Regions from separate parts of the Mus musculus genome. Here all the other regions are linked to region 2. Evidence: chromatin contacts called from public ChIA-PET, HiChIP or PLAC-seq, capture Hi-C and promoter capture Hi-C data. All regions are on one chromosome and are shown on one strand. The core of a region is the stretch at or near the end of the contact, and the rest is flanking DNA. Distances in the headings are between cores, read along the strand shown.

The links. Promoter capture Hi-C pulls out the DNA fragments that hold promoters and counts their contacts. ChIA-PET counts read pairs in DNA pulled down with a chosen protein or histone mark. HiChIP or PLAC-seq counts read pairs in DNA pulled down with a chosen protein or histone mark. Capture Hi-C pulls out chosen DNA fragments and counts their contacts.
Region 1: an RNA polymerase II ChIA-PET map of memory CD8 T cells shows a contact between it and region 2, with 83 read pairs. The contact joins the enhancer-like site here to the promoter of Mief1 in region 2. A contact is called at or near these places in 1 of 39 promoter capture datasets (neutrophils), 1 of 484 Hi-C or Micro-C datasets (B cells), 5 of 115 datasets of contacts at active chromatin or transcription factors (T-cell acute lymphoblastic leukemia, embryonic stem cells, large pre-B cells and 2 more) and 1 of 9 other capture datasets (adipose tissue).
Region 3: a promoter capture Hi-C map of liver shows a contact between it and region 2. The contact joins the promoter of Maff here to the promoter of Mief1 in region 2. A contact is called at or near these places in 1 of 39 promoter capture datasets (pre-B cells), 1 of 115 datasets of contacts at active chromatin or transcription factors (memory CD8 T cells) and 1 of 9 other capture datasets (liver).
Region 4: a contact with region 2 is called in a FOXA1 HiChIP or PLAC-seq map of pancreatic cancer cells. The contact joins the promoter of Csnk1e here to the promoter of Mief1 in region 2. A contact is called at or near these places in 2 of 115 datasets of contacts at active chromatin or transcription factors (bone marrow-derived macrophages and pancreatic cancer cells).
Region 5: a contact with region 2 is called in a promoter capture Hi-C map of pre-B cells, with 7 times the contacts expected there. The contact joins the promoter of Mrtfa here to the promoter of Mief1 in region 2. A contact is called at or near these places in 7 of 39 promoter capture datasets (embryonic stem cells, hematopoietic stem and progenitor cells, hippocampal neurons and 3 more), 1 of 484 Hi-C or Micro-C datasets (B cells), 1 of 115 datasets of contacts at active chromatin or transcription factors (large pre-B cells) and 1 of 9 other capture datasets (liver).
Region 6: a FOXA1 HiChIP or PLAC-seq map of pancreatic cancer cells shows a contact between it and region 2. The contact joins the promoter of Pla2g6 here to the promoter of Mief1 in region 2. A contact is called at or near these places in 2 of 39 promoter capture datasets (erythroid cells and pre-B cells) and 1 of 115 datasets of contacts at active chromatin or transcription factors (pancreatic cancer cells).
Region 7: a capture Hi-C map of macrophages shows a contact between it and region 2, with 6 times the contacts expected there. The contact joins the promoter of Adsl here to the promoter of Mief1 in region 2. A contact is called at or near these places in 10 of 39 promoter capture datasets (the 3T3-L1 cell line, the SN4741 cell line, cranial neural crest and 6 more), 2 of 484 Hi-C or Micro-C datasets (bone marrow-derived macrophages and embryonic stem cells), 8 of 115 datasets of contacts at active chromatin or transcription factors (astrocytes, bone marrow-derived macrophages, differentiating embryonic stem cells and 5 more) and 5 of 9 other capture datasets (adipose tissue, embryonic stem cells, liver and 2 more).

The regions. Positions count from the first base shown.
Region 1 is chr15:81,043,964-81,046,920 of GRCm38.p6, forward strand. Mrtfa (myocardin related transcription factor A) reads right to left here. Exons shown (of 14, transcript NM_001082536.2): 3 at 1,326-1,391. Among named protein-coding and RNA genes, the nearest start is that of Sgsm3, 68 kb to the left of the region's middle. Within about 2 kb of position 1,583, at least 134 of the 459 cell types and tissues checked have an H3K27ac peak or open chromatin away from gene starts, as enhancers often do. A contact at or near this core is called in B cells, T-cell acute lymphoblastic leukemia, adipose tissue and 2 more, where this site is marked.
Region 2 is chr15:80,232,799-80,235,778 of GRCm38.p6, forward strand. Mief1 (mitochondrial elongation factor 1) reads left to right here and starts at 1,282. Exons shown (of 6, transcript NM_178719.5): 1 at 1,282-1,383.
Region 3 is chr15:79,346,036-79,348,971 of GRCm38.p6, forward strand. It overlaps Maff (v-maf musculoaponeurotic fibrosarcoma oncogene family, protein F (avian)), which reads left to right and starts at 1,485. Exons shown (of 3, transcript NM_010755.4): 1 at 1,485-1,719.
Region 4 is chr15:79,440,694-79,443,501 of GRCm38.p6, forward strand. Csnk1e (casein kinase 1, epsilon) reads right to left here and starts at 1,364. Exons shown (of 11, transcript NM_013767.6): 1 at 1,235-1,364.
Region 5 is chr15:81,189,429-81,192,161 of GRCm38.p6, forward strand. It overlaps Mrtfa (myocardin related transcription factor A), which reads right to left and starts at 1,308. Exons shown (of 14, transcript NM_001082536.2): 1 at 1,079-1,308. 4930483J18Rik (RIKEN cDNA 4930483J18 gene) reads left to right here and starts at 1,425. Exons shown (of 2, transcript NR_015603.1): 1 at 1,425-1,577; 2 at 2,389-2,733.
Region 6 is chr15:79,327,110-79,329,809 of GRCm38.p6, forward strand. Pla2g6 (phospholipase A2, group VI) reads right to left here and starts at 1,262. Exons shown (of 17, transcript NM_001199023.1): 1 at 526-1,262.
Region 7 is chr15:80,947,001-80,949,901 of GRCm38.p6, forward strand. It overlaps Adsl (adenylosuccinate lyase), which reads left to right and starts at 1,490. Exons shown (of 13, transcript NM_009634.6): 1 at 1,490-1,700. The coding sequence starts at 1,548.

The DNA.
Region 1 (2,957 bases), core at 333-2,832, 810 kb after region 2:
CACTGGCTTTTCTGATATGCTTTTTCTGTTTTGTTTGTCTTTTGTTGTTGCTGTGATATAGCCTCACATTATAACCCAGTCTGGCCTTGAACTCCTGCCTCAGCCTCCCAAATGATGAAACTATAGGAATGAGTTTGCCGGTTTATCCAAAGTGTCTCCAACTTTTTTGTTTTGTTTTTTGTTTGTTTGGTTGGTTGGTTTTTCGAGACAGGGTTTCTCTGTATAGCCCTGGCTGTCCTGGAGCTCACTTTGTAGACCAGGCTAGCCTCGAACTCAGAGATCCACCTGCCTCTGCCTCCCGAGTGCTGGGATTAAAGGCGTGCGCCACCACGCCCGGCTGTGTCTCCAACTTTTTCCTGTTAACTGTAAACACATCCACCACCATTAATTTACTACATCACACTTACTAAGAGGTGTAATATTATCTTCTTCCTTTGTCTCCACTTCCTCCCTCCACTCTTGCAGGGGCAGATTCACTGTAGCTGCACACATGATTCCTCTGAGTGAGTGGCCAACAACATGGATGGCAGCGGGGCAACGGGACAGTGGGCAGTAACATGTGGGGGAGACCATGAAACATCATGACAGCAGATGCTGCTGGGGTGTGTGTGTGTGTGTGTGTGTGTGCGCTCTCTCGCTGTCTTCCTCCTCAGGGTGGAGCCGAGTGGTGACGACATACCACCAGGGGACGGAAGCTTGTATGATCTGCTGAGAACTCATGAAGACATGTCAGAAGAGCAAGACCCTGGTTCTAGCCTTCACTGTCTACGGTGCTCTTAGTATTCAAAACAGGCTTTCTTGTCTCTAACAGAGTCTAAGGCGTGGTTTCACTTCTACCCCAGGGATGCAGACACTGGCCCAGTGTCAGAACAGCTCACCAACAGCTCCATCCAGGCATACACACACGCGTATCCGCCATGGGTGCCTCACAGCTCTAAAATAAACTGTAGTTCACTGACGGTACCTGTCTGCAAGGGGAGAGGAGAGGTTTCTTCCTAACAGCTGAGCACAGAGGTGAAGTGGATGTGAACAGAGCAGCCCCTGCTCCTCCCATGAAGGGATGCTGGGAACCCAGGAAAGAGGCAATTCAAAGGCACGGGGCTATCTGCCGACCTGCTGGAAGCCTAGCACTGCTTGTTTCACTGAACATGATGAATCTGGGCAATTGACAACCTGTTCCATCCATCAAGGACTCCTGATGGAAAAGTAAGAGGCGGGTAAGACTGGAACGAGACCCCTGACCCCTGCTCTGTAGGGTGCTCCTATGCCACCGAGGAGCCAAGCCAACCCAAGGAGCAAGTGTACAAACACCGAGAGACACTTACGCGGCATGATCCCTTGGCTCACCAGTTCCTCCCGGGTCCGCCGCTGCTGGAGCTTCAACTGCAGCACTGCATGGTGGCAAGAAGAGAAGACAGATGCAGGTTAGTCAGCCATTCCACCTCAGCAGACACATTCTCAAATGCAGCAAAGTCTAAAAGGTAGCCTATGGTATGAAAGGAGGATCCCAAACTGCAACTGTGGGTAACTGCAGAAGTGGCCTGACACAGCAGGGTTTCCGCATTCTGCTGTGGGCGGCAAGAGGAAGTTGCGAAGAGTCTTGCAGGGTGATAACAATCCACAAACTACCAGTCTTGCCTCTTGCTTAAACCTTACAGAACTCAGCCTTCCTCCTGGGACTGAGAAACACCAACCAGTTCTAAGCTCAAAGAAAGTCTAATGGGGCCAGCGCCCAGCACAAAGAGCTGTATAAGTTCTAAGTGTTTGCACATAGCATGTTGAACAAATGCACTCTGCACAGAGACCACAATCTAAAAAGTATGGCTACTTTCACACACACCACATTCCTCTAGACTACAAGGTATCTTGCCGTCCACATGCTTCTGTTTTCACACAGGGCTTTCTCTGCTGAGAGGAGACACCCAAGAGCTACGACTTAGTGTACATCGGGCTAGTGGAGACAGGTGTCGCTCCTAGCTCTGTTTGGCAACACTGCTCAATGAAACAACAGGGATCTTTATCAAATTAAACATCAACCATCTTTACAACTATACACTACTCAAAGGATCAACTAGCATAGCTGTGGTTACGATGCTAAGAAAATGTCTAGGGAGGGTTAGGAGGATCCCAGAGCCCACAGCAAGTCCCCTTCTGTCTAACAGGTTTCAACTGCAGGGCCCTGAAAGTCATATCTGAGGGTAACCTACAAATACTAGGAACAGTGGTGTACTAACACGGGCCTTTTCTACGCAGCGATTTTTAGAGGCACCCAAGGATGGGAGGACGCTGGCTGGGCTCTTGCCTACGCTTCAAGGTCACAGGAACAAGCAGAACTTCTCTTTCTCTCAAAATTATGATTTATGTTCCAAGTTCCTTTCCCTGTCCTGTTAGCAAGCTTGCTTGCCTCCTTCTGCTCTTATGTCACATCAGGCTGCAATGGGGACTTCCAGGCACGATTCCCTAGGGTGAGACACCCCAACGAGAATGTTAAATTTTACTCTTCCTTAAGTACCATGGACTTTCCCTCACCTTTAAAATTTCATTTTTGCTTGAAAATGTCCACTCTCTTTTTCTTTTTCTCTTCTTCTCTATATTCTCCACTATATTCAGAATTACGTTGGGTCACCTAAGCTACTTTACCTGAACAGTGATGTTGGGTGCTGTGCGTGGTTACCTCTGAATATCCCCCCTGCTAATTTACAAACTCCTATAAATTTAATTAAAAAAAAAAAAGTCTTATTAAGCCAAGCATGGTGGCTCATACCTATATTCTCCCAGCCTTTGGAGGCTGAGGCAAAGGACAGTTAAAATTTTCACATCAGCCTGGGGTTGCTACAAAGTAAAAGTCTGTCTCAAAAAAGAAAAAATGTTATTTGTATTTTATTATAGCAGGCATTTAATGACAGGAATTAGGGGCAGCTACTCAGAAGACTAAGGCAGGAGGATCAAAAATTCAA
Region 2 (2,980 bases), core at 32-2,531:
CTGAGCAAGCCAGGGGAGGCAAGCTAGTACAGAACATCCCTCCATGGCCTCTGCATCAGCTCCTGCTCCCTGACCTGCTTGAGTTCCAGTCCTGACTTCCTTGGTGATGAACAGCAGTATGGAAGTGTAAGCCAAATAAACCCTTTCCTCCCCAACTTGCTTCTTGGTCATGATGTTTGTGCAGGAATAGAAACCCTGACTAAGACACAGTCCATCCATTCACCAGTGAAATGCCTACTGTACCTGAACCTGTGCCCTGGGTAAATGAATGTTCCCCTTGAGCTGCAATTCCTATAAGGTCCTGTTTCCTTATGATGTGAGTTGATAGTTATGTCCAGTCCTGTACCCAGTCCAGAGGATCCCAGATTGCCCATGCTCTGTGAAACCTGGCTGAACCCTGAGGTTTGCATCAGTGTCTCGGCTGGCTGGTCTCTGGTCTCCAAAACACCACAGATATGTGGGGGCTGGAAGACACTTTAATGTTTAGCCCCCATTATACTGGGAGCATGGGGCAGGAGTGGGGTGAGTGTGGGAAGGTTAGTGAATCTGGAAAAGGTAATCCTGACATCCGAGACTCTGTGTGTGAGTGGGTAATCCTAAGGTCTCCCCCAGAGGGTCTCCTTGTCCTTTACGAGTGGAAAACTCGTCTACTTAGGAGACTGTCCCGAGGGATAGGTTACCCGGTCTTCTAGCTGGAAATTTCACAAACTAGATTTATTTGGGTCACAAACTTCTTTCTTTAAAAAGCAAAGTAGGGCGGCCTAAAAGAATGGAAAGCCACACACTTTGGAGGAATACTGAGCTTGGACCCACTGTGAGCCTCTGCAGGGCTCAGCTTTCAGTGCAAATGACCCTGCCTCCCTCGGCCTCGATTTTCCCAAGTGTAACACTGGAATGCTGAAGTCTACCAAACAGAGAGGTTGGGTTGGACAAAATGCAGTGTGTCAAGTAATCAATTCAGTGTGGTCAGAGCCTCTCGCAGGCCAGACGTAGGCAGCAGGTGGAGGGCGACGACTTGCGGCTCCTCCCTTAAGCCACACCCAGCCAGCACTGAGTTTACACAGAGACTGCACAGTAACGCTTTCGGAGGAGGGGCCGTGGAGCTAGGTAACGTCACCTAGGAGGCGGGGCTGCGTCTGTGGGCGGGGCCCCACGACGGGCAGCGCTGGACTAAGTTCCGGGCTCCGCCTCCGGAGGGAGGCTACGGAGGGGCCGACCGGAAGTGCTTCCGCCTCCGCCCGCCTCCGCGCTCCCTGTCGCGTCTCCGTCGGCCCCGCGAGCGAGGTCGTGCCCCGGAAGTAGAGGGGCCATGTTGATGGGTGACCCGGAGAGAGGTACTGGGCGAGTGGCGAGTCCTGAGGAAAGGTAGCGCGTGGTCCGCGGGTGAGTGAGGGAGCGAATGAGGGCGGCCGGGGATCGCCCGTTTGAGCTCGGGCCAGTTTGGGGGCTACCGGCTCCCACCGGGGCCTCCAAGCTTCGCCCCGCCCCGCCTCAAGACCCGGTTGCCTCAAGCCACAGAGCCAGCCTGGCCCCGGGGTCTGCGTTCCCGTCCTCTGGGCGTTGTACCCCGATCGGAGCCCGTAGTCAGTCACTCAGCGACCTCGTTCCAGCCCCTGCGTGACGTTCTCCTTCCAGCCCTCCGTTGTTTTTCTGCATCTTTTGCATCCCGGAAGACCCTCAGGGCCAAAGGGGAGCTGTTCTGCAGTTGAGGAAAAAGGGACAGCGGTGGCTTGCCCCGGTTCGCGCTGGAAGTTAGCAAGGTCAGAGGCTACTGCTTCTGTCTTGGAGCCCAAAGTTCAGATCATTTTTTGTTTTTCATCCAGGAACTCCCTTCACCCCTGAAACACATACAGGCTCATACAACAACTGTTTCTTCCTCATAGGGTTATGGGGAGGATTCCTCCTTCCAGCCTAGTTTTGAGGTTGGTGAGCCCTGGGCCCTGTGCTGGCAAAGTTTGCTGAACGCCCTGAAGTGCACACATGTAAGACACCCCCCCCCCCCGCCCCCACCTCATTCCAGCGAGTTAGGGTCTGGATTGTTTTGGTGAGTGGGCAAATCACTTCCTTTTGGGAATGATGTCACATACTTGGCACACATCTTTCATCTCAGCTCTCAGGAGGCAGAGACAGGAGGATTTCAGAGTTTGAGGGCAGCCTGCTTTACAGAGTGAGTTCTAGGACAGCCAGAGCTCCGTAGAGAGGCCCTGCATCAGGAAACCAAATTAAACAAAAGCAAAAGAAAGCAAAAACAGAAAGAATAAAAAGAAAGAAAGAAAGAAAGAAAGAAGAGATAGAGTGATGTCTCTGTGGTTAAGAGCACTGGCTGCTTTTCAGAGGACCCAGGCTCAATTTCCAGCACTTCTGTGGTGGCTCACAACTGTATATATTATAACTCCAGTCTAAGGATATGACAGTGTTACACTCTCAAGGCAAACTGGCATGTAGACAAACATGCAGGCAAATACCCATACAGAAAAAAGTAAAAAAGTAATTAAAACAATAAGGCCAATCAGCGTGATGCTGCTTATATGGTGGTACCAGGATCCAGATATAAATCCTGGTCTTTAACTACTCTAGGCCACACTGTCTGGTAGAGTCCCATTACAGGGGCTTTTTAGGAGCAGTTCTCAAAATAACCTTGTGTAGTAAGTACTCTCATGATGTCTTTGTTATCTCTGTTTTACAATGAGGAAGCTGATGCCCACTGTACTTTATGCTAAGTGCCCGGGCAGTGGGATGGCACAGCCAGGACTCAAACTCTACTTCTTGAACCCTGGTGAGCCTTAAACTGAACTTCTCCAGGAGGGGCTGTTTACAGGGAGGAAGCTGATCCCAGCTTTGCCATGAGTCCTTGGAAGTCTCTGAGTCTGGCATTAAGAACCCCTGCCATCCCTCCCTCCCCCCAACTCAGACACACACACACACACACACACACACACACACACAGTGTCTAGCAGGCCCTGCTGTCATCAGTTCTGAC
Region 3 (2,936 bases), core at 235-2,734, 890 kb before region 2:
CTTAGGCAGTGGGAGTGGCCTCAGGCCAGGTCTTTCAGGAAGGCAGCTTATCAAACAAAGAGTAACCTGAGCAGGCCAGGGTCCAGACAAGTGCCCACACTGACCTGCCTTCCTCTGCAGGCTGTCAGAGGGGATGGAAGTGACACCCTCAACCGGTCTCCCCTTTCATCTCAAGTGAGCAAGAACTCCGAGGTTTCACGGGTCCTGGGTCTGGTAGCCTTGTTTCATCCTGTGACTCAGAGTTTGGTAGAGGGGGTGACAGTGTGCAGTCTGGCAGGACAGCCAACAGGGAGGCCTCAGCTCTCTCACCTTCATTCTACCCACCAGTCCCTCTTACCAGAAAGATCAGTGACATGGGCAAAGATCTCACTGAAAGATAAAAAGATGTGATAGATCCCAAATCATTCTCTCCTCCAGCCACTTGAGCTCTGAAGCCTCTTCTCCCAGGATACCATTTTTTGCGGGGCGTCTCATGACTCTGCCACTGGAAAGACAGTGTGAGAAGGCCAACCCCACTGCTAAACGCAGCATTGCACAACATTGCTTGGCCATTACCAAAAGATCGACTTCTGTGGGCAGTAGGGTGTGGATGCAGAAGCCTGGCTCCCTGTTCTCCTAGGCTGAGGATGTGGGCGATGGATCTAGCCACATGGGGTCCTCACTGTCATACAGGTCTACTGGATTTCTTCATTAGTTGAGCACCTACTATTTGCCAGGCACAGCCTCAGCTCTCTAGAAGGTAGGAAAAGGGTGTGTGGGGGGTGGGGGAGGGTGGTGAACAGGATTGTGTATTTTCTAGAATTGAGAACTTGAGTTCAGAGGTAAATTTTTTGAACACCTTTTTCTTATAACTTGTGTTTTCCTTAAATTCACTTATTTGTTATGTGTCTGTGTGTGAATGGACCCATTCCACCGCTCTAAGTACGTAGAGATCAGAGGTCAGCTTTCTGGAGTCATTGTCTCCTTCCACCTTGGAAGTTGTGGGGTCTGAACGTTAGGCATCAGAGTTTAGTAACAAGCAAGCACATCGACCCACAGGGAAAGCGTCCCTGGGGCGAGTGGAGGTAGGGTTGAAGATATGGAGCCGACACCACGTGAAGACCAGGGGTAGGCAATTGCTGTGGCTTCGGAAATACAAACCTACGGTTCACAGGTACAGAGAAGGCACTTAAAACCACGAGACTGGATGAGGTCATCCGGACAAAGGATGTAGATCGACGAGAGAAGAGGCCAGACAGTGAACTGTAAAGCAAAGCAAATGACACCTCCACCCACGCCGTTCTCCAGAGGTGTCACGTGAATGCATCCAGAGGACACAGTCCCAGCACGGAGAACCGTGGCGGCTCTGGCTGTGGGCTCCTACAGCGGGGTCTACTGGGGGCGGCGCCTCACTCGGGCGTGGGCGGGGTCTCGGCTCCAGGCGGCCGCTCTGGGGCTTGCTGGCGGCTGGGGCGGTGACGTCACTGCATGACTGGGTTTTTATGAATGAAAGGAATCCTGTGCGTGAGTAATTCCGGGAAGCTCGCCTTACAACTGCGCGCGGCTCCAGCCCCCTTCGCCGCCTGCCCCATAACAAAACTCGGAGCGGCGCTGCGCGGAGCCGGGTTCCTAGTGAACTGCGGTCCCGATCGGAGAGGAGTGGGGCTCGAGAGCGGCCAAGGACCGCCACCGCGACAGCCGCGACAAGCACGCACTGAGCGCCGGGCCTGGCGGAGAGCGGTAAGGACGCGTCAGGGACGGGGACCGAGCTCCAGAAGTGTGAGCTCCGGGTCCTGCCTGGGCGGCGCGTGGTCCTCCTGCCCCTTCGGCGCCCCCTTAACATCAGCTCCCGGAGGGGCCTCCGAGGGGCTGGCTGGGAGGCGGTGCGCGGGCCCCGGAGGAAGCCGGGGCGGGGGCGGGGGCGGGGCGTGCACGTACGTGACTCGGTGAGAACAGTCCCTGGAGCCGCGCCCAGCACCTTGTGTGCGCGGTTTGTTTACGTCTCCCGGTGGCGTGCGTGCGGCTGTGTTCTTTGGGGAGCGTCCTGAGTTCTGCGGGCTGCGTGCACACGGTGTACTTCGGGGTGTGTGTTTGTGTGTGTGGCCGCACGCGCTCCTTGGAGACTGACACTAGCCCAGTGTATCTTGAAGTGGGTGCGCACCAGTGTCCACTGGAGCAAATGCGGAATAAGGACCCGAGCGAAGGAAGTGGCCCGATCGGTGGTCACACCAGGTCTGGAATTTTTCTCCCGCCCCTTCCACCCTCCGTCATCCTCCCCCTTTCCACCAGCCGGGACTGCCCGGTCCCTGTTGTCTCTGGAGTTTCCCCTGGCTGGAGCCATGTGACATCAGTGTTTGTTCCTCGCCCAGCGCGGGTGCCTGCAGCTTAGAATAGAGCAGAGGTTAGCGAGCCAGTCTTCTCCTGGCCACCTGGTGGATCTGGGAACCTAGTACATGGGAGTCCTTCCTTAGCCCCAAGTTTTCCGGCTCAGTATGGACTGTCCACCCCTGGATTGTCCCATTCTTCCAGTCTCAGGAGAAACAGGCAAGGCCAGAAAGTTTGTGACAGATTGGAGAACACAAGGCTCCCGGACTATTCTGTTGGCGACTGTGGTTGGTCTGGGTGTCTGAGGCTGCACCTGCTGGGTCCAGGAGGATGGCATGAGGCCCACTGTCACACTCCTCAGGTTGGACTCCTTAGACTGGACCTCTGTGTAGACCGATCGGTGGTCACACCAGGTCTGGAATTTTTCTCCCGCCCCTTCCACCCTCCGTCATCCTCCCCCTTTCCACCCTGGACCCCAGGGCTACTTAAATACTGGGCCAGCTGGCACACCTGGAGTCTACCCATGCCCAGCAAGATCAGCAGCCAGTGCTAACCCCTGATCTTCCTGAGGGAAGGGTTAATGTGGGAGAGGAGCGCTGCCTGAGAACACCTGTTCTGGGAACCCCCGTGAT
Region 4 (2,808 bases), core at 114-2,613, 790 kb before region 2:
GGAAAGCCACAGGTTAGGAAAGGAACATAAATATACTGCATCCTATATTACATAAATACCCACGCCAGGTTATATAAATACCAGTGCCCTCTGTCTGGGAGTCTTACATAAATACACTGCACATGACCCCCCAAGCCCCTCTCCACTCACGGCTCTCTGCACAATCACCAACCCTGAAGGACCCTACCAACGCCAGGGTCTCCCCACCCTGGAGACCAGAGCCCTGGAGTCTAGCGTGTCCCAGCCCTCCTCCACTTAAAAGCCCCCCTCCACCGCCACCCCAAGAAATTGACTTTGGGGTGGGGGCTCCTTCAGGAAATCAGAGTAGCTTTCCAATTCTTCACTCTGTCCCTTACGGGAGGGGTGGGGGAGGGGAATAAACAAAGTTAAAAAAAGGGGGGGGTGGCCATGAGGAGTCAAGACTTCTCAGCTGGTTAGAAAAATTACAACTACAAGCAGCTGGGCACATGGGCAGTCCCGTGTCACCCTGCCATACACACACACCTCCTGACACACACACCACCCACCTTCCACAGGGCCAAGACCCTGGTCAATGAATCAGTAGAATAAAAACTGAAGGAATGCCCTAAACCTAGGAAAGGCGTCCCAAACGCAAGTATTCATTGGAACTGCACCCCCTTCTCTCTCTCTCTAGACCCCCTTTCCAAAGGGAGGCTATGCTAAGAAATATGTGGGGAAACTCTGGACAAAGTAGGGGGAGGGGGTGGCCTAAGTCGCAGCCCTGCCTCTGAGGCGCCCAGGCACCCAGCTTTCACAGGCTTGAAGCACAAGGCTGTCTCGCACACCGCAATGAGAAGCCAAGCGATAAATAACCCCCTCCCTTCTTCTCGCCACAAAGGAAAACAAAGCCGGTGGCCCGGGTGACCACGCACCCCATCACTTAGGACCCCCGCGCGCCCCCACCCTACGCGAGAACGGCCTCGGTGACCCGGAGCCCAGGACACAGAGGAGGGGCCGAGGCCGGCCCGGAACCCGAGCGCCCCCGGGACCCCAGCCAGGCCCCTGCCGCAGGTCCCCCGCCCCAACCCGGGGCCGCCTCGGTGCACCCGGCGGCCTGCGAAGCGCCCGTCCCCTCCGCGTCCCCGGCCGCGCCTTTGTCCTCACGGGCGGCGCCCCCAGCCCTGCGCGGATGCGCGTGTCCGCCCCGCGCTCGCGCAAAAAGAAAACACAAAGAGGCGGAGGGAACCCCGCTTCCCCGGCCCCCGATGCTCACCGCGCCGGGGCGGCCGCCGGGGCGGATGCCAGAGGATTCGCCGGGCCGCGGGCGCGCCAGCCTCTCCCCGGCCCGCTGCGCTGCGCTCGGCCCGGCCGGGCTCAGGCTCCGCGCTCCGCCGCCTCCCGCCGCCCGCCCCCGCCGCCGGCTCGCGCGCTCCCTACCCGCGCGCGCGTCCCCGCGGTTCCCATTGAGCCCCGGGCCCGCCCGCTGATGTCATCCCCCGCCCGCCGCCGCCGCCCCGGAGGATTTAAAGGGCCCGCAGCCCCCGGAGAGCGTGTTCTGACGCTGCCACCCTGGGTGAGGGGCACACAAAACTAAGATTTCCTATACTCAGGCCTTGCCCTATCTCCAGCCAAAGCTGCGGGGACCCCCGAGAGAATCAGCTGAGACTCCTGGCACTGCAAAAGAGATTTAGGGCTCAGTAGCCTGAAGGCTGTAGAGAACACTGGCCAGGGGCTTTGGGAATAAAGCATAGGGACTGAGGGGCGTGGACAAGGACCAAGGATGTGTGGTCAGAGAAAACTCCAGGCAGACACTTTTCTTTGCTCTGTCCTCTGCCGTTCAGATCCACTGTGACAGTCCCTCAGATTCCAACGTAGTTTCACCCATTGAGCCCCCTGCCCCTCACCAAGAACTCACACGTGAGTCAGGGACCCAGAGGTGCTCATTCAACAAAGTCATCCCCCAGACAATGCCTGAATGTCCTTAACTGCAAACGAGGAAGAAGGACCATAGCCTTCCCAGGTCATGGGAGAGTTAATGAAGGCTTCCCACCAGCTTCCAGCTCCACCATGGAAGGTCCCAGCACAAGGCTATTAAAATGATATTTACAGTGGGTCATGCAAAGCTCCAACTTATGACACACCTACATTCTCTCTCTACACACACACACAACTGTTACTGTGGACATAGTACCTCTGATCACCCCGGAAGCACATCTCAGAAAGAGTCACTTCATAATAACCGCATCTTCTCCCCGAGGCTGAGGAGATTGCTGGGAGACCTATAGACCAGGTCCTATCACAGGGCAGGAGGGCAGGATACTGTGGCCCAGAGAGGGCAAAAGGTCTGCCCAGGCCCACACAGCCCAGCAAGATGGCCATGTTCATCTGGTGGACCTGGGGATGCCGATCAGAAGACCAGGAGAATGAGGAGGAGCTGCCTCCAGAGGCCTCTGTGATGGTAAACCGGGCAACTGGCTCTCTCTGCCCAGGTGGTGGACTGAGCATGGCCCGCTTGGTGCTTTTTGGCTTTGCGTTTGTCAATTGATTCACAATTGGCAGGTTTTGTATGACAGGCCCGCATTCTCTCCTGAAGCCTTGGCCACGCAGGGCACAAATCCTCACCAGAGGCAGCTGGTCTGGACAGCAGTCAGCCTCAGTGGTCAGAGCCCAGGCCGTGGGGCCTTGGCAAGACTGAGCAGAACACAGCAAGCATCAATGTCCTCCTAGCAATGTTACCACCCAAACCTTCCAACATGGGCCCAGCTTTCCAAACGTAGGCCTGTTCTGCTGCAGCGCCAGGAGAGGCATTCAGCTCATTTAACCCTCTCCAGTGAGGACAGCAGACAG
Region 5 (2,733 bases), core at 58-2,557, 960 kb after region 2:
CTTCAGATCTCGAAAACTTACAATTTGGGGACATTCCGGACACTTTATGGATTTTAAAACTATGTGAACCCATGAAGCATAGGTGTAATTTCATCATATTTAAGTAATGAAGTTCACATTCTTAGTCTTCACACACTTTATGCCAAAGTATTCGGGCAAGCAGTAAACTGACCACCAGTCTGTCCTTTGGTTCTGTCATCTAACAAAGAGAAATCCTGACAAAGACAAGCTATACTGTACTCACACACCTATCCAGCAGTTCTCAACATCAGGATACTCGTCTTTTCTTGGATCCCTTCCTTGTATGTGTTGAACACCATTCCAAGCGTTTTATTACGAATTCTTTCATTTACTGTCTGCATTCCAATGTAATAGGTATTGTTAGTTCCATTTTCCAGATAAGCAATCTAAACGTAGGTTTGATAATCTAACAGGGAAAGCTCCAGCACTAACCACTCTATAGTATTAGTGTTTTCTTATGGAGCGAGGAGGGCGGAAGTCATCAAAGGTACATAGACAAACAGTCACACACACATACACACACACACACACACACACACACACACACACACACACACACGCGAGACGGACACTTCTTTGGCGGTCAAGTTTCAAATCTGCGGAGCCCTGCAGACCTGGAGGCACCCATGCTGCTATATGGTCGTCAGGTCCAGGTGAACCTCCTTGCCACGAGAAGCCTGCGGATTGCACCTGGATCCTCCAGGTTTGCACAAGGGCCGGGAGAAAGCGCTCGACCGGTCGGTCCCAAGCAGATTACACACACTCGGGGAGCAGCCAGGGCGGGAACCTAGCTGCTCCCTAGCCAGCACAGCCCTGCAAGGCGGTGCACAGGTGCACGGTCGCACTCGACTGTCCTGTCGAGTGACCAGGGCTTTGAGACCCCAGCCCCTTGGGAAAGGGCGGGACTGGAGTGGAGGACTGCGGGAGGCAATCCCGGGCTCGGAGCCTACAGCGGCCGGCCGGTCCAGGGCACACGCGGAAGGGTCGAGGGGAGAAAGGATGCTCGAGCGGGGCGGGGCCGGTGGGGGAGGGGGACCCTGCCCGAACTCTCACTCACCGCCTCGTTCGCCTCCTGGCCCGGGCTCCGCGGCTCGCCCCACTCCGGTGCCAGCCGCTCACGTATCCTCCCGAGCCTCTAGTACCAGTCAGACTGCACCAAGTTAGGGAGAGGTCCGCGCAAGCCGAGGGAGCGTGGCGAGCGGGAACGAGGGGGTGGGGAGGGTGGGACGGTCGTTCTTGCCGCCGGGGACACCGCAGACACGACCGCCGCCGGCTCCACTCAGCCACGGAAGCTGCGGGCCCTCCCACCACTCCGGGTCCCGCCTCCGCACCCTCCCCCCTACCCGCCTGGGAGCGACAGCCGTATCGACCAATCAGAAACCTAGCGCCGTTAGGGCTAGCCCGATTTAGGGGGCGTTCGCCGAAGGAAGAGGAACGAGGGAGGCTAGTACGGCGGCGCGACTTCTGTGACTGACATCATAGCGCAGCCAATCGGTAACTGAGAGATGACTTCATCGCTGAAGGAAGTCTGGAACTGGCGGAGCGGCCGCCAAGAGGTGGGAGGAGGTCGGCGATGAGCCGGGGGGCGGAGTCTGGGTCTTAAAGAAACCGTAACACATCTGATCACCCTGTCAAAGGGTGACCGCGGAGCTAGCTACCTAGGGTTCGGTGCCCAGCCTGGAGGTTTAATGCAAAAATCCTGCAGTCTTCATCTTGGTCCTTCCTCCTGTCTTTGCTCCGCCGGGACTCCCAAGTCGATTATTTCACATTCGCATTTCCCGAAAGGACACAATAAATGCCGCTCTGGCCTGGAGCCCTGAACTCTGTCATGTCCCTGCCCTTCCGTGGCCAAGCGCTTTTTTTCTCTGAGTCGGTTCTCCTCCGGTAAAAGGACTGACACCTACCTGCCTAGACTGTTGAGATTATTTATCAACAGCGGAAGCGCTTGCAGCTGGAGGGAAAGAGTTGAATGAACCCAGATTTTATCCGGGGCCTCACTGCACTAAATGAATCTGGGCGGCTCTTCCAACTTTAAAATTCTAAACTGCTGGTGTGTAGCCTAAAAGTGTGTGTATGTCTGTGTGTGTGTGGGTGTGTGGGTGTATGTGTGGGAGAGAGAGAGAGAGCATAACTGCATAAATCCAACATTTAAAGAGACTTATCTACTAAAGCGGTGAGACTAGTTAAAGCCCACCCGGTCAAGTTGCTAAGAGCCACTATGGAGGCCCCTTTTCTGGAACACCACCCCTTCCCCCCAACAAAGGGGGAGAGCGCTGAAAAGGAGAAATAATTCGGACTTGGTGCCTTAGTGTTTCCGAAACACTTTCCCTTGGGAGATATAAACAACCGTCTATCTCCTCCTTTTAGGCCACCATCCACTGGATAAACTGAAGTATGATTGCCCCAGAGTCCAACGTGGAAAACCAGTGAGTTTATTGGGCTTGCTAAGAAATCATGGCTGGCCCCCAAAGCAGCGAGACCACCAAAAAGTTGCACCCCAGCATGGATGATGATGTCCCCATAGCTGCGTAGATGACATACACAGTTCAGTTAAACTTCCATAATCTACACAACTCTAGCCAAGTCACAAGACCTCAAGCAGCTAGGGCAAAATTGAGGACTTGAGAGATTCCTCTCCCCAATGAGCGGGGGGATGTTGGAGGAGGTAACTGGGATCCAGCAAGGATTCAGAGAAGCCCCCCCTAAGTCCTT
Region 6 (2,700 bases), core at 12-2,511, 910 kb before region 2:
TGGTTGTCAGGGTGATTAATAAACACTGAAAACATGAACAAAGGGGAATGCTCTCCCTTTGGTCCTCTCTCTCCCTATCCCCCAGCCCTTTCCATCCTGCCTATGAAACAACAGCAAAGCAGGGAGCTTGTACAGGGCCACACTGGTCACCAAGCCTTGTCTTCTACATCTTCTCATTCAAATACTGAGCCTCGTGGCAGTCACTAATGTGGGCAGAAAATTCAGTCCTATCTGGCACAGTGAGAAAACAGACAAGAACAGAGCATGGCCTCCAAGCTCCAGAACCACGTGAAGGCAGAGACCAGAACAAAACACTGCACTAGTCTAAGGGTGGAGCTTCAACGAGGCCAAACCAAACCTGCCCAATCCTGTCGGGCTGGCAAGAGGGCAGGTGGGGGAACTTTAGAGGAAGGATTGGTATTTGTTTGCGATCATGTGAACTGCCCATTAAAAATACAGGCAGAGATCCATAAACCCTTGTGCCCTCCCAGTCGCACTCACACCCAAATCCCTAGTCACAGTCACCTGGGTCACAGGCTCCTAGTCGCCAGCTTCCAGGTCATCGGAGGGAGCTGGAGGTGAACCCAGGATTGGAGGCTAGAGAACTGGGAAAAACACACGGGGGAGCAAATGGAAACCGGAGGCACAAGAGAAGATAAGCAGGGAGTTAGAAATGGGGGCTCAGGGGTTGGGCACAAAGGGACGGACGCAGGAAGCAGGTGGCGTGGGGGAAATCGGGCAATGAGGCAGAAAACCAGGAGCACTCAGAAGCGCAGAGAGAGGAGCTGGGGACAGTGGACAGTCCAGGGTGAAAGTCGGGCAATGAATTGGGAGAAGGGTTGATTTTGGAAGTTGGGAAACTGAGGGCGGCAACGGAGAAGAATGCGGTCACCGGATGGGAGTTGGGGACGCCAGGGGATGAAAGGACAGAAGCCGGGAGCACTCAAGGAGGCCAGATAGGAGTTAACGGAGGACATGCCTCAGAGTCGCAGACACGAGGCCGGTCCTAAGCAGGGTCCAGGTGACGACATTCAAGACAGGGGCACCAGGAGGTTTGGGAAAGGGCCGTCAGGCCCCGCCCCCGCCGCGCCGTCACTCACCTCGGCTTACTCAGCACTTCTCAGCCCTCCTACTTCCGCAAACTGACGCGCCCCGCCCACGTGACGACACTACGGCTCTCCACCAATCCACCGAGCCCATGCCGCAGGCAGGCTGTGGCCCCGACCCCAAGCGTGGACCTCGCACGCGGTCAGGCGCCGCCATCTTCTATAACTGCCCAATGGAAGCCGCTTCTGTTGCCAGGGGGCGGTCGGGCTTCTGACTGAAGCCAATTCTGCGTGGCTGATGGGGGCCATGCCTCGGGCGGGCGGAAGTTTCTCGTGAGGGCAGTTTGGCTGACGTGTTGATAAAGGGCAGGAGGCTGTTCCCGGCTCCCTTCGACCTCAAGGAATCCAGGGTGGCTCGGACTCTGAACTTTTCTGTTTCTGGCAACACATGAAGATAATAAGAAAGAAAATCAATAAAGCCACAGGATATAACCGGGAAGAGCCTGCTTTGATGTTGCCAGGTTCTCCCAAACCAAATTGCAAATAAAAATATGGAATTAACGGTTAGGTTGAAATAAGACAAAATAAAAAAAACTTTCAGGTGGGGAGGGAGGTAATACGCGCGCGCATATGTGTGGTGGGTGGTGGCCAACATAGGGTTTCTGTAGACCAAGCTGGCTATGAACTCAGATTGCCTGGTGTGTGCCACAAGCTTTTTTTTTTTTTTTTTTTTTTTTTTTTTTTTTTTGAGATAGGGTCTCCCACTGAATCTGGAGCTCCCCCACTGGGTTAGCCTAGCTGGCTATGGAACTCCAGGAGGCTTCTTGTTTCCTCTTTCCCAGCTTTGAAGTTTAAAACATTTACCTTTTTCCGTGGGTGCTGGGTATCGAACTCAGATCATTGTGACAACTTCACAAGCACTTTTCCTACTGAGGTATCTAACCAGCCCCCGAACAAGCCTAGTGGCAAGTGATAAAACTGTATTTGTTGCCTACCAACTCTACCTCAAGATGCCAGGCAATTCTGGGTGTGGTTATTGCACACGTACAATCTCAACATTTGGATGCTGGATCAGGAGTTCAAACCCAGCCACAACTAGTTCAGTTGAATCCCAACCTGGCACTCTGTCTCTCAATAAATAAATGAATGGATGTCTGGAGGAATCTTAGCACTTTTAGTAGGATTTTACTTGAATGACCTCTGTGAGGCTGAGAAGTAGCTGCGGTTGCGTCTGGGAATAGGTGATTGTCACTGAGAAGACTCAGACCTCATGCCTAACTATCATGGAATTCCAATAGATGGAATTAAAGTGAATAACGCGGGGGCTGGTGAGATGGTTCCTCGGTTAAGACCACTGGCTGTTCTTCCAGAGGTCCTGAGTTCAATTCCAGCAACCACATGGTAGCTCTCAACCATCTGTAATGGGATCTAGTGCCCTCTCCTGGCATGCAGGCATACATGCACACAGAGCACTCATACCATAAATAAATAAATAAATAGATAGATAGATAGATAGATAGGTAAATAGATAAATAAATAAATAAATAAATAAATAAATAAATAAATAGTGAATAAATACATGGTTGGTAATGCTGATTTTAAGGACTGCTGGAGAATAGCCAGGAGCCTGGGTTTGGTGACTCATTTACTTTGG
Region 7 (2,901 bases), core at 240-2,739, 710 kb after region 2:
AAAAAGCAGGGGCCTCCACAGTAACCAGAACTAAGGTAGCTGATGATATTTAGCAGAAGTCCATGCATTAAAAAACAAAAACCAAACAACAACCACCACAAAACCACCTGGGCTGGTGACCCATGCCTTTAATCTGAGCACTCAGGAGTCAAAGACAGACAGATCTCTACATAGTGAGTCCCAGGCCAGTTAAGGCTACAGTGTATCACTCTGTCTCGCAAAAATAAAGTCAGAAAAGGAAACAGGACCAAGTAGAAAGCTAACAGCTGAAGCTACGGTTTAATGAGGAAAAGTAACCAGAGGCCAAGTGAAGCAGAGTCGGGAGAGAGCACTACGGAGCCTGGAGCCTGGAGCCTGGAGCCTGGAGCCTGGAGCCTGGAGCCTGGAGCCTGGAGCCTGGAGCCTGGAGCCTGGAGCCTGGAGCCTGGAGCCTGGAGCCTGGGAAGGATTGGCTCTGCAAGGATCTCTGTGGAAGAGAACAGTGAGCTGCTACAGCATATCCAAGCAACTATACCCCCGAATCAGTCCAGAGTACAAAGTTCCAGGAACACGTTCTTTTCAGCATACATCGGCCCACAGCCTCCAATCCAATCGAGGACCTTGGGCGCAGGTGTCTGGTAGGTTTATCTGATGTACAAACTATTCTGGCAACAGCTAAGTCTTAAGCTCAGGAAGAGGAGACACTAAGGAGCGGTTGTGTGGGGAAGAGGGAGCAGTGTTCAGATCTAATGTACCATGCCTCGTGTGGGTCTCTTTATGTTGCTGGACGAGGCTTTTTGTTTTCTGTTTTGTGTTTGTTTGTTTGTTTGTTTGTTTGTAGACAGGTTTTCTCTGGCTGTTCTGGAACTCGCTCTGGAGACCTGGCTGACCTCAAATTATTATTATTATTTATTTTTTTATTTTTGTTTTTTTTGAGACAGGGTTTCTCTGTATAGCCCTGGCTGTCCTGGAACTCACTTTGTAGACCAGGCTGGCCTCGAACTCAGAAATCTGCCTGCCTCTGCCTCCCGAGTGCTGGGATTAAAGGCGTGCGCCACCACGCCCGGCTATTTTTTTTTAATGTATGCTATTTTCAGCTTTATTCTGATACAAAAACTTTGAATTTTTTGTTCTCGAGCCACCACGCGTGGAATAATTCTGACAGGCTGCTTTCCGGAGATCGGAACCAGCACCGCGGTTTAAGAGTTTCGGTCTCCAGCTGAGCCTGTCTCCAGCGGGACTGCAGTACTCCAAGTGTCCACTAGGGCGCCTTCCTGGCGTCCCTCCGAATGCCTCTGCAACTTTCCTTTCTGGGTTAAACGCGGGTCTTAATGTGCCTTCCTCAGATGGAAAAACTGAGGAGGCACAGCGTGGGGCAGAGATTCGTAGAAACCAAGAGAAAAGCGTTGACCCTCAGGGGCGACGAGCCAAACTTGAACCATCTTCGCCTTCCAGGCCGGCGTTACACACGGGGCGGGGCCTTGGGAGGAAGTCCCGCCCCACGCACGCCACCCTTCCGCTTTTGGCCCTGCTGCTGGTGTCCGCCGCGTCCTGGTCGCGTGTTGAAAATGGCTGCATCCGGCGACCCTGGCAGTGCTGAAAGTTACCGTTCTCCGCTGGCGGCCCGCTACGCCAGCCGCGAGATGTGTTTCTTGTTCAGCGACAGGTACAAGTTCCAGACGTGGCGGCAGCTGTGGCTGTGGCTGGCGGAGGCCGAACAGGTAACTGGCCGGGCCTCTTGTCCCGAGGGAGGTCACGGCCCGAGCACCTGTTGCCTCGGCAACAGTCCCAGAGCCCTGCACATCCTTTGGAGGACTTCGGTTTGGGCAAGGCTATGTGTGTTTGCGTCCTCCCACAGCGCATTTCAAGTGGAATGCTACTTATACCTTTGCAGGCTCAGGGGGAAAGGCGCTTCCCGCCAAGCTATCCGACATGAGTTTGAGCCGGGTTCAGCATGGTGAGAAAGGCGAAACCTGACTTCTATTAGTTGTCCTTCGACTTCTGTGCGCTCACACATGCACACACACACACACACACACACAGAAAACAAGTAGATTATTCTTTTAAAAAGTACGTTGCAAACTTGATGGTCATTTTTCGCATGAGCACGAGGAGGGCATAACCACCACGAAATGCACCCTTAGGATTGTTATGCCGGGCTGGTTGTTGTAGTTCATGGGCATCACAGCTAGGTCGGCCTGTTGGTTGCTTTCTGCCTTTGGGAAAGCTTATTTGGTGCCTTCAAAATTGTTTCTTGTGTTCTTGCCTTCTTGTCCTCTCGTCCCTCCTCCCTCCCTCCCTTCCTCCTCCCTCCTCCTTCTTTTTCTTCCTCCTCCTCCTCTTCTTCTTCCTCTCTCTCTCTCTCTCTCTCTCTCTCTCTCTGCCTTTCTCTGTCTCTACTACCGTTGCCAGTGTCTCCTTAGCTTGTAAGTGCCCTCAAGCTGAAACTGAAGTGTAAGGTTTATCTGGTCTACAAATTGCTTGACGCATACACAGCTGTGAATATGGATCATCTGTTAGAGCACCAACTTAGTAGCGAGAGGCAGATGTGATACTTAGCATGAAAGGATTATTTTTCTGTGTAGTTCTGTGGCTGCATGTGGATATGGGCTTGTGTGAGTGCAGGCGCCACTGGAGGTCAGATGATGCTGTGGAACTGGGGTTACAGGTGCTTTTGAGCAGCCACGTGAGTGCTGGGAACCAGAGTCAGGTCTCTGCAGGAGCAATGAGGACTCTTATTTGCTGAACCATCTCCCCAGCACATGTGTTAACACCCCCACCCCACCCCCAGCATTTGGGAAGCAGGGGCAGGTGAGTTTCTGTGAGTTTGAGGCCTACCTCCTACCTCATCTATATAGCGTGTTCCAGGCCAGCCAGAACAGCACACTGAGACCTTGGCTCAAACACACACACACACACACA